Linked DNA regions of Rattus norvegicus: all the other regions are linked to region 1. Evidence: chromatin contacts called from public Hi-C data. All regions are on one chromosome and are shown on one strand. The core of a region is the stretch at or near the end of the contact, and the rest is flanking DNA. Distances in the headings are between cores, read along the strand shown.

Region 1 (3,831 bases), core at 604-3,103:
GGAGTCGCAGGCTTCCACACCGCAGTCACCGGTACCCGCAACGGCTCTCAAACCGGCTCCCTTGAAGCCTGCGCATTAGCGCCGGGGCCTCTTTAAAGCGCTGGCGGGGGCTGCGGTCACGTGAGGCGGATTCCTGGAAAGTTCCTGGAAAGCGGCCTCCGCAGCGGCCGGGCGGGGCGCGAGGGGCGGGAGGCGGGGGAGCGAGGGAGGCGCGTCGGGCTGGGAAGTCGCGCGCACACTCTGCTCCGGGGACAGACGTTTAACTCTTGCCAAGTCTCGCCGCCTCTGCGGCTCGCGGGCCTTGGGCTTCTCCCCTGAAGCATGAGCCTTTCCTCCGGCAGCCGCCAACGCTGCGCGGATCGCGGACAGTGCGCGCCGGGGCTCCAGGCGCGCGGCCTCAAGATCCCTTGCGCCCGGAGCCCGGAAGCTTGCGGCAGGTACCGCTCGCGAAGCCCGAAGGTTCCGCCCGGGGGACAGTGGCCAGGGAGGGCGGCGGGGTGCGAGCACGGGAGCGGCGGACTGTCTGGGCTTCCGCAGTTTAGGACGCCCCAGGAGAGTTCAAGTCAGGGCTCTGTCCCATCCGGACTCAACTGCCTCCTCTCCCGGGTTCCTTCTCGGCGTCGGGAAATCTTCGGAGCACCCCCATTCCCCAACAACTGTTATCCAAATTTATAATCCTAATAACCTGATCTCCCGCTCCTCCCCGCCAGCCTCCGCCCTTGCTCCCCCACCCCACCCCTACTCTTTCGCCCATCTCCGCCGCAGCTGGAGGGAAACCCGGCACTGGCGAGCAGGGGTGTCAGCCTGGGGCGGAGAGGGGGGACGCTAGGCGACGATCCTTGGGATTTTTGTCTGCCTTTGGCGCAGAAAAATACGGCTGCTCCTACTGAGCGCAGAGCCGGTTGCATCCCTAGGCATCTCGTTCCACAAATAAAACGTCACTCGGGGAACTCAGACGGACACCCCTCCTCGCCCCCCGGCTCCCCCGCCCCGTGTCCGCTGGGGAGGCTGCCTGGTGCGGAGGCGGCAGTCGCCGTGGCGGAGGTAAGCCCTCAGTCCCAGTTGATGGCATAGCCCGCTGCGCTCGCTGCTGCGGGCTCAGTCCCGGCCTCATTTGGAGCTCCGGCGGGGGCTGCACGCTCAGGCCGATTCCTCGACAGCGCCCGCGTTGGCAGCTGCTGGAGCGGCGGTCCGTGTTTTGGAGCGACCGCCGCTGCGCCCCCCGTCCGTCCTCATCCGGAGCGTGCTCCGGGAAGCGGCAGGAGTGGGGGCGAGGCCGCCTGTGAGGCGGGGATGCAGCGGCTGGCGCACCGCTAGCGCACCGCAGCACCCTCGGCTGGCGACCCAGGAGCCCTGCGGCGCTTTAGGGCGTGGAACCAGGTTTTGCCGGATGCATCCTCCCCTAGGGCCCTGGGGCTGCTGGAAATGTAGGATGGAAATGCCAAGTGCAGAGAACTGCCCTGTTCTTTGTGTTTATTGTTTTTTTCCCGGCGACTTGCCCGTGACGAAGGCCTATCCGGACCCGCAGGTGACTGACTGTTTCCCAAGCTGCCTGAGTGTGATTCCTGCACACAGTTCTTGGGCGGGAAAACACCTTGTTTACTCTCATCCTGTCTCTGTCCTCACCCCTCCACTCAGGCCAACTTCAGTATCTTGGATCTCTGCCCTTTTTACCGGTCTTTCCCCCAGAGTTGGGCAGGGCGTTAGCTGGATGCTCGGGGTTAAATGGTACAGAAGCACACAGGCGGAGGAGTCCCTGGGATTTTCCACGTGTCTGTTTACCCACCCCCACCTCGGCCGTAGGGGTCCAGTCCAGACTGACCCAATCTCTGCCGCATTTGTTTCTTCACAGGCGATCTGTGGGTGACCGTGTCTGCGAGAGACTTTGCCATACCATTTTGCGGGAATTTGGAGAGAAACAACCAGCTGCTTCCAGTCCCCTCCCCCTCCGCCACCATTTCGGACACCCCGCACAGACTCGTTTTGGGGTACCCTGTGACTTCCAGGAAGCACGCGAGGTCCTTTGGCCCCAGCTCGGGCGACCACCTGTCTTGGACGTGTTGACTCATCTCCCATGACCCTGCGGTGCCTGGAGCCCTCTGGGAATGGCGCGGACAGGACACGGAGCCAGTGGGGGACAGCGGGGTCGCCGGAGGATCAGTCCCCGGAGGCGGCGCGTCTGGCGAAGGCCCTGCGTGAGCTCAGTCAAACAGGTAGGGAGCGGACTACTGGCGAAGAGTGCGAAACGGGGCGACCCTATCCCCACCCTACTCAAGGCGGTGGCGGAGAGCGCGGCTGGGACGCGGGCCCAGGTGGGGAGCACTGAAAGCGATGGAACTATGTCTCATCGCGTCCGGTCCCGGCTCTGGGGCTCGGGAACCGCAGAGAGGGATGCCCGGATCTTAGGTGACCACAGAATGAAAGTGACCGAGGCTTGGGCGAGGGCGGGGAGCGTGCTGGGCTCCTTGGAAATGCTCTCCCAGAGTGGTGGAGCCTAGGCTGCTTTCAGCCGGGACTCGGGCTCGCACCCGCGTGGGAGAAAAGCAGCCAGCGGCTCCCTTAACGCCGGGTACGCGGGCGGCCAGTGGGCTCTGCTGCCTCCTGTCTGTGCTGCGAGTGCTCCCGGGAGCAGCCGCCGATGCCTGCCGCAACCCGGGATGATGGCAGCCAAGTTCTGACTGAGACCTACAGACTGTATGGATCGCAGCTGCGGGGGTAGCCTGGTCGAGTGCAGCTTCCTGCATCTGAAAGCAAAGAAGAGAAAATTATATTTTCTCCTATTAGTTCGAAAACAATTTGGGTCTTAAAAATCTGACTTCTGAAAACTTAACTTTGAGGCAAGACAACTTTTGGTAGCAGTAGATCTTGGGAAAGAAAAAAAAAGTTCTAGTCTTTCCTTTCAGCCCTGGGCTTTCCTCAGGAAAGTTTCCCGGTAATATTTTGTGATTTTGTGTGTGTGTGTGGGGGGGATGTGTGTGGGGGAGAGCTGTCGGTTGAAATAGGGGGCACTTTGTTCAAAGTTATTAAACGAAGTATCTTGAGTTATTTTTGTAAGTGAAATGCAGAACATAGTCAAGACGGATCAAATGGAGATTTCAGAGGACAGGGGTTATAATACAGTTTGAACCAGGGCAAAGTCCAAAAGAATATAGTGAAGACTGTAAACTAAGAGCACCAGGGCTTGGTCTTCCCCAGAAACTTAGGTAGTTGTAATCAAGCAGTCCACAGTAGTGCCTTCTAGGGCTTCGAACAGAGGCTAAACATTACAATTTTTTCGGGGGTCGGGTCAGGGGGCTACTGGTCAGTCAAAAAAGTTGCTTTTTTTTTTTTAATTATGACTGTTAATGAGTTCTCCACTTTCTCCCCTAACTTCTAATTTAGTTCTAATTTACTTAGGTTTTTGTCTCAGTTAAACTGTACTGAAATTATCTCTCTTTTTTCTCAGCCAATATGTCTGTCATATCGCACAAGTTACTTTGGCTCAGAAGAAAACTGTAACATAATTTAAAGAAAAGCTACAGAAAAATCATTTAAAAAGAAAAAAATGGTTTACTGTTGTGCCTAGGATGGACTTAAGTTTTTATTAAATAAAAAAAGATTCGTGGTAGGCCTTGGCATAAACTTTCACTCACAGGCTTTAAAAAAAAAAAAAGGTATAACAAGGGAAATTAGTTGAGCATGGTGGTGCAGGCCTTTACATCCCAGGACTTGGGAGATGAATGCCAAGATTATCCTTGGCTACAAAGTAAAACTGAGGCCAGCCTGTGCCACAGGAGGCCCCGGTCTCAAACCAAACAACTAGGAAAACGACTGCCAAGTACAGGCCCTATT
Region 2 (3,831 bases), core at 497-2,996, 450 kb after region 1:
TTCAATATTCACTTAAGATAACAATGTGCTGTAGATCTGCAGAGGGGGAAGGGGATAGAAGATCTCAAGACTGTGTCCCAAGGTGAAACATAAGCGAGTCCCGAATTATCTCAGTGTAATGTGCCAGCTGGCCCCTGGTGCTTCACAGGCAAGCTGGGTAAGGATTCGACTAGCCTCCGGGGCTTCGCCCAGCGGGCAGCTGGCGCGGGAGAAGGGCGCCCTCTGCCGAGGGTGAAGGAAAATACAGTCTGGCAGTTGGTGAACCCTATGACTAGACTTCACTTCTAGAAGGCTGTTAAAAATAAAGCAACCAGGAGATGTTCCTCACAAGCTCTTTCTTAGCCCCTTCCTTTCAGTTCTGAGCATAAAATCCGGTGGCTAATTGCAGGTGCTGATTCCAAGGGGGAGGTGTGCCCCCCCTACTCCAGAGACCTTAATTTCTAAGAAAGACAACCGATTATTACTATTTTTTTTTACCCTATTACCTTCCATTTCTCAGACTCTAGAACTAGGGAGACTTGGTGCTGGGGAAGATCTCAGACACCTTTTAGTAGGGAGCAACTCAGACCCACGGTAAAGCCACACACACACACACACACACACACACACACACACACACACACACACACACGTCAAGTTTCCTATCTACAAAACCGAGAGGCTGAATTCGACGGCCAGGTGGTTCCAACTCTGGTGGTGTCTGACTGGTGTCCTATTTTAGACCCAGCTTTTGTCCACAGAGAGAAAACAGCAGCTAGTGAGGAATCGTGAACCAACAGAAACAATGTGTGGGGACCATCTAATCAGTTTCCTCCCCCAGGAAAGGTGGAAATACCTTTCTAAGGACCTGAGTCTCTTTATTGAATCTTGAGTGACACCTAGTGGTTCGCCCGCCTCACCGTCGTCACCTACAGTTCTGCTCAGAGGGGTTTTGAGAAAACTGGAGCTCCTCCTTGCCTTCAAAGACCTGGGGAATCAAAGGCAGCGCCCAAGGTTCCTAGCACTTCCCCGGAAGCATGCGCCGTCACCTACCACAATCCCGCTCTTTGTTGTATGTGATTCCGAAAGAAACGCTCTTAGCTGGAGAGCATGCTCAACTGACACGTGTTTCTAGCAGTGAATGTGTTAAGCTAGAGGCTCTCCCAGGTGCTGGCAACACAAAGATGCCCTGGGCTAGGCTCCTGCTCTCAAGAAATGTAGAGCCTAGGTAGGTGTAGGAAATGGACCCAGGAGCTGCGTGGGAGGGGGATTGCGTGGGAGGGGGATTGCGTGGGAGGTGTTTTATTTTATAAACACCATAGTCCCCTGGAAAAATGGATGTGTGTGTGTCATTTGTGGAAGGACAAGGAAGAGAGCAGTCACCACTTGAGCTGGGTCCTGAAGGTCAACTAGCATGATAGAATAAAAGTGGATTGACAGCCCACAATGTACACATCCTTCCTCTCAGTGGTTCAAGCGATGAACTTGAGTGCGGCCGGGAAGAGAATCTGCGGGTGTGGTTAAGATCCCTGGGTCTGCCAATCTTAAAAATCTAAAGATTGTCCAGTGCAGGCCTCGCCCAATCAGCTGAATACTTTAAAGGGACTGGAATGTTCCTGGCAGAAGAGATTGGAGACTCAAAAGGACTCTTGTGGAGTTTTCCCTGATTGGCTGTTCATGCGGAATTTGGCTAGCCAGGAGAGAGCTGAGAGCCAAGCTGTGAGAAAGTGGGTTCTGACAGTGGCCAGTGAGCTGGGAGGGAAGCCAGAGCTTGCTTTGCGAACAACCAAGTCCCAGCTGACACCCGAGTTTAGCTTTGCAAGACTATGGAGAGAGGACTCCGGCTGTCTGTGCTGAGCTATAAAACTATGATTAACCAATTGGAGGGGATTTGAGCTGATGGATCTGCAATGTGTTCAGGAGCCACAGAAGATGGAGGGGGTTGGCCATTTGAGAAGGGTAAGCAGGACAGCAAAGGCTCGGAGGCAGGGTGCACTTGGAGAACAAAAGCCATCTGGTTAGCAGGACCATGCAAGCAAATGAGAAAGAAAAACCCATCATTAAGAACAAACAAGGCCTTGGGTGAGAGACACCATGTCCTTGTGCAGACTGATGGCTCCCTGTACCTCTGTGTTCACAGTGTAAAAGCCTAGAGTTATATTAGTGGTATAGTAGTGCACAGAGAGGGCTCAGCACAGTAAAGGAACTGTAAAGTGTTCAGAAGATGTTAGGCAATGACAGTTGTAGCCATTAACCCAGCAGACACCACACTAGACTGAAAGGCCTTGGCCGTGGGGTGGGTTTTTGGGGGTGGGGATTGGGAATGGGGGGTTGGGTTGCAGGAGCATCTAAGAACTATAAACCCCAGAATTACCTAACCCTACCTTTGTTCTTACTAAATCAGACCCCAGAAGCAAGGTCTGAAGACCTGAACTCCCAAAAAGCTTCCAGAAAGAGAAGTTGTAACTACACCATTGCAGTAGCTAAACACCAGTAAGCAGATGGTAGAGTACAGAAAAGGCCGTGAGGACAGGGCATGTTCATGACGGGCTTTGAGGGAGCAGCATCTAAGGGGGCTGAACGGGGTCCCCAGAGGATGTGCTGGGATCATTCTGAGAGGTGGGTGGGGGGTGGGGATGACGAGTGGTCTTACTGGGTTGTGAAAGTCCAGGAATCTTGTGGGCATGCAGCCGGGAAACCATATAGACAGAAACATTCAACTCAGGAGCCATATTGGGACTGGAATTACAATGTCCATGAGTGCGTGATGTCATAGGATGATGTCAAGAACAGAACCAAAAATGTGGAGGGTGGGGACCTCTTTGGAACTCAGAACAAGCCGTCAGAAAGACAGGAAGGGTGCTGAGTGGGGCATGGGCCAAGGAGACACTGGCCACCACTGTCCCTAGCCTTGGAAGACTCCAAACGGACAAAGTACAGCACCTGCTCCCTCAACTGTGAGATCTGTAGCTCTCACAGACTGTGACCTGGGCATGGACCAGAAGCAAGAGACGAGTTGTGTTCTTCAGGTTCGGAAGAGAAAGGGGAAAACAGGGTAGGGCAGAAGCTAGAAATGGGAACAGCCTTGCCCTGCACCAGTTCCGTCGGTGTGAACCTAGACATGCCATCAATAGGCACGGCTGTGGCAGGCGGCTGTGAACCTGCTGACCTTGAACTGCACACGGTGAGAAGCGTAAGTCTCTAGGGAGGGAACGGTCGCCGGGTTGCTGGGTGTGTGCTTATGTTCCAAAGTGTGCACCAGGGTTCCAAAGAGTGTGCAGTTATGCTCGAAAGTGTGCCACGGGGTTCACGGGGTAGACAAGACAATTGGACAGAGGCTCTTCTCTCTGGGGACCTGAAGGCTGGCTGGCCAAAGGACACTGAGCTGCAGAAATCCTAGCTGGGATTAAAGAGTGCAACTCTATGAAGACCAACTGTACGCTCTGGGGAAAGTCACTTTAGCACTCGCTACCCCAAGAGCTCATCCATACAGCGGAACCATAGTCAGACGTACCCAGGGCTCCCACAGTGGTGGTTCACCCTAAGTGCTAATACATGCAGTGGTCCTGAAGAGCATTTGTATTTTATAAGTCAGACAAGGGCAGATGGGTCACAACCCCGTGGAAATCCCACACCAACGAGCCGAAGTCCTTGACTGTGATCCACAAGGCCATCTGCTACTGTCCTCCTTTAGTCCTCTGTCCCTGGATGCTCACTGCTCCAGCCTGGTCGTCCTTGTGATTGATGGGCATTGCTCATCGGACATGTGGAGCTCTACCCCCCACACCATATATAGGCAGCTACCAAGGCACTTTCTTCTTCTGTAGATGTACGTCACGGGAATGCACAAGA
Region 3 (3,831 bases), core at 630-3,129, 340 kb after region 1:
GCCAGTAGCAGCAATCCCAGAAGAAAATACCAAGTCAGCAAATCAAAGAGAGCAGCTTCCTTCCAAGGATCTGCTTCAGAGCAGAAGCACATCGGCCACACCACGGGTTTCACTGAACCCTCTACATCTCTTAGTCTCAAACTCCCCCAAGTGGCAGCTTCAGCCTCCGGCTAGTCGACCGGATCCCTTCCCGGTGTGATACTCAGAGTCTAAGTTGTCAGAGATAGGATGGCCATTTCTTCCATCATGCTTCACGTAGGAGGGAGAAAAACCTCTCCGGAATATCTCGGAAGATTCTTATTAACGGCCATGGTTACAAGAAGAGAATTCTGAACAAACCCCGGGGGTTCTGTTAGGAAAGGAGGAGGCTGCTATACATTCCTCCCTTTCTTTCTCGGCAGAGTCTGTTTATGAAGCTGGCTCTGAGTTTACCCTTCTCTTGCTTCTGCCTTCTAAGGAGGCTGGTTTAGAGACATGTGCACCCCACCTCACCCCTTCATTTAATCTTTACATTACAAACTGACTTATCTCTCTAATGCAAACATCTGATTACTACATGAGTGTTCTCTGCTTAGAATCTTTCAATGGCTCCTACTGCCACCCCATCATACAGTACCTATTGTTCTTGGGCCCCAGTGAAACACCCCAGTCTCACTCCTCTGTCGTCTCTCTATCTGCATTTATAAGTCAGTCATGTCCTTCCCACAGCTGTTTACCCTGTGGGCTTTTTCATGCCCTTGGTATGGAGAGCTCTGCTTTATCGGCCCCCCTCAGCTTGTCGTAGGAAATACCAAATGCACATGACATCTTGGGACCCTTCCCATGGCCTGCTGTGTGTTCCACTGTAGGGAGCCGTATTGGATTTGGGCCTAGCCGCTTTTTGACTGCATGGCTCAAAGTGGCTAGGTGACTCTGGGCTGTTTGGCCACAGATATTCACCCCTAAGATGACTGCCATAAGTCTTAAGATTGTTGGACAGAGGACTCTCCCATGAATTTACGGCACAGGAAGGTAACATTCAAGGGATGCCTCAGCTCGAGCAGATACCAGTTATCTCCTCAGTCAACACCCAGTGTCTCCACCACCAGACCTCATCGCCTACCGCCTGACCTCTTTGCCTCCAGCTATCACTGCCTATACCCTCATCTCCCCCTCCTCTGTGTTTCACAAAGGACACTCCCCCTACCTGAAAGCCTTAAAAGCTGTAACGTTCACCCCAATAAACGAGACCTTGACAACAGAACTTTTGCTTGGTCTCCTTCTTCTCTTCACCCCCATTTGGCCCACAGGTAGAAAGCCTCTTCGGGACCCTGAATAACTGGGTCCCCGCTGGCGGGGACATTCCACGACAGCTTGCATTTGTCTATATGGTTCCTGTATATTCCAATAACATGTCTTCTAACCTGTCTCTCCTGGTTTCTAGGATGAAAGGAGAAGCCTGTACTTCTAGGAGGCATGGCTGGAGGCCTGGGTTAGCACTCAGCGTCCAGCATCAGAAAGCCTGGGTTTGACTCTTCTTGGCTTCGTTGTTCTTTCCTAGTGACCCTGGACCAGTTATTTAACTCCCCTGAGCGTCTGTTTCCCCATCTGTCAGTAGGAACCTCCTATTAACAAGGTAATGGGATTTATGATGAGTGTCAAACAAGGTGACTTATGTAAAGTACTTAGCAGTGTGCCTGGTACAGGGTCGTTGCCAATGAGCATTTGCAGACCGGTGACAAGATAAAGTATGTCAAACAGAACTGAATCTCTCCCACTATTCTGGAGTGCTGCACTATGCCCTAAAACACTCACCCGGATAGAGGACTGTCAAGGCCAATCTTTTCTATGTGACCGAGAAGGAAGAGTGTAGCTGTCTGCTGACCTCCCAGAACCCTTACCAACTGTGATGCTGCTCAGGTCTGCCACTACAGATTGAGCCTCTCAGCTGTGCCAGCAATTAACCAATACTTACTAAGCATAAAGGCGGTCCTGAGAATGTAGCAAGGGACCCGCTTCCTGCCACAAATGCTTCAGTCTTGTCCAATTAGGCAGTGTACAAACAGCAAATACACTAGCCTTCAAAGGAGAACTTTACGTTAAGACTGGGAGGATGGGTGGCATTTAGACAAGTGGAGTAGGAAGAAAGATCACCCAGATAATGGGGAGGGAAGTGAAGTGAGGCTTTCAAACAATCGATAGTGAGGGTGGTGGGCGGGCACATCGGCGGGCAGGATCTTGAAAGAAGAAAGTTTTGGATATCTTCCTTTTTTTAAAAAAAAAAAAAAGCGAACTACCTTAGAATGTTTTGTCACAGAAGCGTAGAACCAGGAAGGAATTTTAAATCCCCTTGTTTGAAGAAACTGGAGCTCAGATTTTGACCAAAGTCACCTCATTAGTTGACAGGAGATATGACACCAAGGATTCTATTGCCTTGGGCTGTAAATTTTCTTTGCCTGTACTAAAGCATCCCTTTAAGAGTTTAGACAATTCTGCCTCTTAAAGAGACACTGAGGTAACAGCGTGGGAAAGCCTCAGTTTTATTATGGGTGGAGAAGAGAGCGAATAATGGGTGTGGAGAACAGGAACTGAGAAGGGAGGAGTTTGCTGGGAGGAAAGTCCTAGCCTCTTCTAACATCCTCTTCCTTCTGTAGAGAGCGTAAGCCACATGTTCACTCTGAAGGGTGAATGACCCAAAGTCATTCTTAGGAAGACTAGGAAGACTTTGTGTGGTCACAAGAACTAGTTCTCTCCAATCCCATCTGCTATAACCTTGAGAAAAACTCCCCAGCCAAGGGAACCACCCAGAGCATTCTAAAGGGATGCCTCTTAAGATATTTGAGGACAGGTGCCACACCACAACCCTCCTCTCATTCCTGTTATTTAGGCTAAACATAGTTCATTCTTTCTGTGGCTTACGCCCGGCTCACCCTCGTTGTCCTGCTCTGGATGAGCGGCCATCTGTCCACGTCTATTTCAAAGCCCCATGAATGGGTACAGACGAGACCAGTTGTGCAGGAAGCTTGGGACAGTCCCCTCCAACTCACTCTCCCCCACGACTCTCGAGAAGTTTCTATTAATGGAGTCTGAGCCACAGGGCCTCTTCGGTAGCTTCTAAGCAAGCGCTTACAACAGACACTGAGCTGCACAGACGTTTGCATGGAGGAGGGATACACCCAGTCGTCCACCTCCAGCTCCAGTTATACTGGAGAAGGACAGACAGACAGAGCAGTTGTTGCCATATTCCAAGCTAGCTCTTCACACACACTCATGAAGATACCTCCGTTCTCGAAGATCTGAAACCACGGAGTCGCTTCTGCATATCCTATTTCTTTCGTACTTATACTATTTTGTTGCTTTTATTTTTTTTTTTTATCAAATCCATTTTTTACTGCTTAAAACGCTCTTGAGCCCATCCCTTCCGAGTCCCTCCTGTTCCCAAACTCGCTACCATCTGAGAAGTTGCTCACCTTGACGCCTCCCTTTGGCTGACTGCTCCACAGGGTGGACACAGAACTCGTCACCGGCCTTGGGGCTGGGCTAGGGATGTAATCAGTGTTCTGATTGTGTCGCTCCTTCTCAGGAGAGAGAAGGAACTTTCACTGCTATCTTCGTGACATTCTATTCCTGCTGGCCCTGCTGCCTGTCCCTTCTCCATTGTTTGTGTCACATCCTGAACCTTTAGAACTATGTTTCTGACAGTTAAGATGACTGTAAGAGTCTTCTTTTCCCTGATATGTTGTTGTCTTTTTTTTTTTTTAAAGATAGGGTCTCCTATTGCCTAGGCTGCCTTAAACTCACTGAGTGACAACCTTAGGACTGCTTTTCTGCCTCTGTTTCCCTAATTCTGTG

What was found. A called contact is a pair of places that touch in the nucleus more often than the background predicts.
Region 2: a contact with region 1 is called in a Hi-C map of prefrontal cortex, with 6 times the contacts expected there. The contact joins the enhancer-like site here to the promoter of Socs2 in region 1. A contact is called at or near these places in 7 of 12 Hi-C or Micro-C datasets (the Rat2 cell line, Schwann cells, frontal cortex and 4 more) and 1 of 1 datasets of contacts at active chromatin or transcription factors (oligodendrocytes).
Region 3: a contact with region 1 is called in a Hi-C map of Schwann cells, with 9 times the contacts expected there. The contact joins the promoter of Rpl36a-ps18 here to the promoter of Socs2 in region 1. A contact is called at or near these places in 7 of 12 Hi-C or Micro-C datasets (the Rat2 cell line, Schwann cells, frontal cortex and 4 more).

Annotation. Positions count from the first base shown.
Region 1 is chr7:31,928,445-31,932,275 of GRCr8, reverse strand. It overlaps Socs2 (suppressor of cytokine signaling 2), which reads left to right and starts at 1,853. Exons shown (of 2, transcript NM_058208.2): 1 at 1,853-2,213. The coding sequence starts at 2,075.
Region 2 is chr7:31,474,601-31,478,431 of GRCr8, reverse strand. No RefSeq gene overlaps it. Among named protein-coding and RNA genes, the nearest start is that of Plxnc1, 46 kb to the right of the region's middle. Within about 2 kb of position 1,746, at least 29 of the 93 cell types and tissues checked have an H3K27ac peak or open chromatin away from gene starts, as enhancers often do. A contact at or near this core is called in prefrontal cortex, where this site is marked.
Region 3 is chr7:31,586,523-31,590,353 of GRCr8, reverse strand. It overlaps Rpl36a-ps18 (ribosomal protein L36A, pseudogene 18), which reads right to left and starts at 1,879. Exons shown (of 3, transcript XR_010053686.1): 1 at 1-1,879.